2 separate regions of the Danio rerio genome follow, and region 2 is linked to region 1. A link is a contact called in public Micro-C data. All regions are on one chromosome and are shown on one strand. The core of a region is the stretch at or near the end of the contact, and the rest is flanking DNA. Distances in the headings are between cores, read along the strand shown.

The links. Hi-C and Micro-C count contacts between places; a contact is called where the count stands out from the background.
Region 2: a Micro-C map of caudal fin shows a contact between it and region 1, with 2.8 times the contacts expected there. The contact joins the promoter of eva1c here to the promoter of ska2 in region 1. A contact is called at or near these places in 2 of 18 Hi-C or Micro-C datasets (caudal fin and hematopoietic stem cells) and 1 of 4 datasets of contacts at active chromatin or transcription factors (embryo).

The regions. Positions count from the first base shown.
Region 1 is chr10:38,375,242-38,377,906 of GRCz12tu, forward strand. It overlaps ska2 (spindle and kinetochore associated complex subunit 2), which reads right to left and starts at 1,345. Exons shown (of 7, transcript NM_001199675.1): 1 at 1,277-1,345. The coding sequence starts at 1,306. It also overlaps a transcript of mdh2 not described here.
Region 2 is chr10:38,595,598-38,598,262 of GRCz12tu, forward strand. It overlaps eva1c (eva-1 homolog C (C. elegans)), which reads right to left and starts at 1,292. Exons shown (of 9, transcript XM_073915018.1): 1 at 1,163-1,292; 2 at 735-1,044. It overlaps mis18a (MIS18 kinetochore protein A), which reads left to right and starts at 1,674. Exons shown (of 5, transcript XM_021479407.3): 1 at 1,674-1,927; 2 at 2,203-2,269. The coding sequence starts at 1,720. It also overlaps a transcript of cfap298 not described here.

The DNA of each region.
Region 1 (2,665 bases), core at 95-2,594:
ACAAAGACCCCACCCATTGAACAATACATTTAGCTTTCAAAGCTGTTAACTTGTTTGTGTTTCAAAATGTCATCCTTTACATGTCCACTATAGTGGACACCAGGACCATCTTAATGTAATTAATGACTGCATGTTGTAGGGGGCAGAACTGAAGCAGAGAGGATTCTTTATAAGATAGTTGAGAGAGATTCTGATTTAGAGTCTGACAATCAGTTTTAAATCACTTTTATGTGAATTTGGTTTTGGATTAACATCACTTTTTTTTTTGGGCTCTCTTTCAGAGTAAACGGTTTCAGGAATTTTAATACAAAATGAAAAATGGCTTTTTTGTTTTGTTTTTGTGACATTAATATTGGATTAATATCCCTTTACAGCCATATCCTGTACTGTTTTGTTGTGTTAAAGTTAAAAATAAAAACAAAAAAAACTCTAAATTGTAGATTTGTTTTTAACCCAATGGTGTAGGAAATCACAGGGAAAAAAGGAGGATAAAAAGTTACTAATGTTGGAAATACTACGCCCCCTATTGCCACCTAAAAATCTAATGAGATTTGAACTCATGAAAAAATATATACATTAATGCATGTTTAATGTATTACTTAAATCACTAAAAGACGAAGGTGGCATTAACGACATATGTACATGCATGCAATCTTACTATTAGCAAGACATTACAATTTGCAATACGTCTTTCAAAACCAATAGACTAGACATATTTTGTGTAACTTAAAATTATCTGTTCCTAACAACAGTTCTAGAGCGATAAGCTCGTTCCTCGTGTACATAAAGCCCTCACAATTTACAGATATATCAATATCTCGTACTGTACAGTAAGAAATAAAGTTGGTGCTGCAGCGCGCAGTCTCGCGGACACGCGCACAGGCCCTCCCGCACCCGCAGTCCCCTCACCGCCGATTCACACACCAGCTATCCAGCTAAACCAATATTTTTGCCCTGGATATCGTGGTTTCGTTATAAAATATGCACCTCATAGTTATTTAATAGTACGTAGACTGATCTTTGAATTAAAAACGACTGAGTACTGCATTAGCAGTGGCACTAGCTAGCCATCAAGCGACATGTTTTTCGTAATTTTCTCCCCTCCAACCTGAGGGAAAGTCAGAGGCAAATACATAACATGCAGCTCTTCGTGTTTTACTCTACATCACGTTTTCTAACATAAAAACGCAGGTGTTATTACCAACTAGACGCATACGACCGCAATATACGCAAAAACATTTGATGTAAAGGTTTAGCTGAGAAAAAAACAGCTTACCATCGCCTCCAGCTTATCAACTGTCTCCATGTTGAATAGTTTACATTCCTGAAGCAGCCCCGGAAATATAAAGCTCGCAGCAGAACGCAAGACCGTCTCTGATTGGTCAGCTGTCACAGAGTGGGGATGGTGATTGGTCCGTTTGGAAGGAGAAAGAGGAAAAGGGGCGGGATGGAATTCTAACGCACTTGTTCAGAGTGAGACTGTACCGCATACGTTACTCTTTGAATATGTGTAGTGGGAAATATATGTTGGGTGAGCTAAATTGTCCGTCGTGCATCTGTGTGAATGATAGTGTATGGGTGTTTCCCAGTGATGGATTGCAGCTGGAAGAGCATCCGCTGCATAAAACATATGCTGGATAAGTTGGCAGTTCATTCCGCTCTTGGGACCCCTGATCATAAAGAGAATTTTACTTTTTTTTTTTTCTATTACAAAAAATATTTTATATACAAAGAGTTCCCAACATTACACTCAAACAGATTTTGTTAGTTTAATTAGTGTCCAGCAGTGTGTGGCTTATTTGTAACGCTTTGTCAGTTACGACTAACCCTGCAGTGTTGTGTTTTCCCCAAAACTGGCTAGCAGTCACTCTGTTTTTTTTTTTACATCTATTTAAATGGTTTCGTCTTTTAACCTAGAAGACGGTAATCACAGCAAAATAAGATGTTATGTTTATACTTTCACAATTAAAAAAAGTAATTTTATAATGACGGTTTGTTCTGTAGACTATTGAAAAAAATATATTAAAATATATATAATTTTGTCCTTAAAGTGTTTTTTTAAAAATGTAAAACTGCTTTTCTTCTAGCCGAAATAAAACAAATAAGGCTTTCTCCTGAAGAAAAAATATTATCAGACATACTATAAAAATTTCAGTGCTCTGTTAAGCATCATTTGGTAAATATAAAAAAAAAGAAATAAAAATCAAAGGGGGGCTAATAATTCTGCAAAAATGGTTTCTCCTGTATTTCTCTGCCAAATTTCCCCCAACTTTTTCAATAACTGGCAGGAAGATGTCTGCTGACACTGTGTTGAAAACCGCGGAAGCATGCCATGGTTAACCCTGAGCAAATACCTTAAAACTCATTGTTACATTTTACCCTGCATTACTTTGCGCCCGCTTCCCTACCTGTTTTATCACTTGTGTTTCTTTATGGACATTTTGTCTTTTTCATTTTTGATTTTGACAAGTAGGGCGACGCGGTGGTGCAGTAGGTAGTGCCATCTCCTCACAGCAAGAAGTTTGCTGGTTTGAGCCTCAGCTGGGTCAGTTGGCGTTTCAGTGTGGAGTTTGCATATTCTCCCCGTGTTCGCGTGGGTTTCCTTCGGGTGCTCTGGTTTCCCACACAAGTCCAAAGACATGCGCTATAGGTGAATTGGGTAAGC
Region 2 (2,665 bases), core at 42-2,541, 220 kb after region 1:
CTATCTATCTATCTATCTATCTATCTATCTATCTATCTATCTATCTATCTATCTATCTATCTATCAATATTTGTCTGTCTGTCTGTTTATATATCTATCCATCCGTCCGTCCGTCTGTCTGTCTGTCTGTCTGTCTGTCTGTCTGTCTGTCTATCAATATCTATCTATCTATCTATCTATCTATCTATCTATCTATCTATCTATCTATCTATCTATCTATCTATCTATCTATCTATCTATCTATCTATCTGCCTGTATGTCTGTTTCTGTTTCTGTCTGTCTGTCTGTATCTGTGTATCTGTCTGTACGTCTGTCTATCAATATGTTAGTCTTTCTGTGTCTGTCTGTCTATGTATGTCTGTCAGGAATATTTAAAAGAAGAATGATTTGATGAGATTTTGACTTGACATAGACATTAAAATATGGGTTGGAGTGCAGCCCTAAAATACGAATTAAATGTCAAAAATTACTTGGGTTTCTGCAATTGTCAGGATGAAGCATTTAATTAGGCTATTTAAAGAAAAAAAAACCTAATACAATATAATATTACTTTTTATAACAGATCAGAGAAGTAATTTAATTTTGGATGAATACAGGCTACATAAATGACAGTGACATTTAATTTTGACAGGTTGTTTGGAAAAAATTAGACACTAATATAATATGCGTTCTCTGTATATGTAAAACTAATCTTGTACATTTATGAAACCTTCATGAATAGGTACTTGACTTACTTGAGAAATCCGAGAGTCCGTCCATTTCTTTGGTCCACAGTATGAGTACACTGTAAAGTATTTGAAGACAGAGCCCAGGTGCACGGCAGCTTCTCAGGTGCTGCGCTGAGATCATAGTAACAGTCTGCAATTATTTCTGCATCAAATCCGCGTGCATTCAAGCGCGTGCTGGAGAAACGCTCGCTGTCACAAACTCCCGTGTTCCTCTCCCACCTGCGGTTACTCTCACCCGGCTAAAGTATGTCTTCATACCGCGACTCGGACATCCCAGTCCTCAAGAGCCAAAGCGAACTCCTCGGTAGCCTTTCTCCTATAATTAAAATACAGTCAGAAGATTTAAGGCGGAAAGAAAACATTTGTAAGCGACGCAGTCATTGTGTTGAAGCCTGAAATGGGGAAATAGCAAGTGCGCAACAAGTCAGTGGTACCTGAAACCGGCGACTTTGCATTGTTATTCGGTTGTTGATGGCTTTGTGGTCACCGGTGAGACTTCTTATGGTACCAGGACGTGTTTTGACACCCAGAAAGTGATTTTTGAGTAGGATGAATAAAAATTTTGGACGGGGCGTGGCGGTAAATGCCTCAAATAGGCAGTGGGTAGGAGTTGAGAGGCACGGGTTTGGATTTTATAACCAATCTGATCAAAGTGTGTATTTTTTATATTTATTAAATAATCATTTATTGATTTAATAATTAATCAATTGAATAGTCAACAAACCATTTGCTTTCTGAAGCAAAACTTTATAAAGTCAACAACATTTAATTTAAAATATGTAATAAGTCAATAATATAGCCATATGTTTGCTTGTCTTGTTTTGAAAGTATTGTATTACATATGTGTTTGTGAGTTCGGTTAGATTAAGACGTTTAGAATGAAGTGAAAGTGTTTCTCCGGTGCAGCAGATGGCGCTGCGTGGTGGTCAACTTAGCTGCGAGTTCACAGAAGAACTGCTCCCGCGTACGTTTGAAAACACTGGGGTTTCAGATGGCTGGCAAAATTAAAATCCCCGATGAATGTAGCCATAAAACATACTCTGTTTGCGAGAGTTCCGCTGACAGCAGGAGTAGAGTGGAGGAAGATGGAGAAAGCGACGGTCCAGCGGTGTTTATGTGCGGCAAATGCAAGCTGCCAATCGGAGACAGTCTGTCCTGGGCTGGGAGCGATGATGAGAACAACCAAATCATGCTCAAACGTAACTATTCTTCCATTCAATTGTGTTATTTATGTAAAATACTAGTTATAACCATGTTTTGATCAAACATACTAGTTTTGTTTTGTTAAATAATTTCAAAATGTTATCTGTAGTCTGATGGAAATAATAAAAACAGTAATATTTGTATACACTTGTTTCAATTCTGAAGTTGTTTTACATTTAGATGTATATTAATTCATGACACTGTAACACACAGAGTTTAGCAGTAATATGTCTTAAAGCTTATATCTTGACTTTTACATGTGGATTTTTAGGGATTACTGACAACATTGTTGTAGGCAAAGAGCCATTTGTTTCTGGGACCCGAAAGGAGCTTGGATGGTGAGGATGAATTTTTCATAATTTACTGTCTCACACACACATCTTTGTGTTTGTTATATATACACAAAAGAGCAAGTGATTTATGTTATTTTGGTTTTTATTTTCTGACAAATTAATATGAAGTTTTAAAATGACAATTGAATAATACTCTTTTTTTGTGGCTGCATGTATTTATATCCTACCTTAATTCATAAAATTTGTAGGAAAGTATTACAGCATATTTAAAGAAGTTGGTACAAATTTTTCTGGCAAAAATATGTTTTTTTGCACTGTTTGGAATTTAGTTCATAATGAAAATGTCATAGTCATTGTTTGCTATTAAAGAAAAAGTAAAATTGGACTGGACATGCAAAAAAATCAACAATCCCCCACACATTCTAATGTCATGGAAAAAAA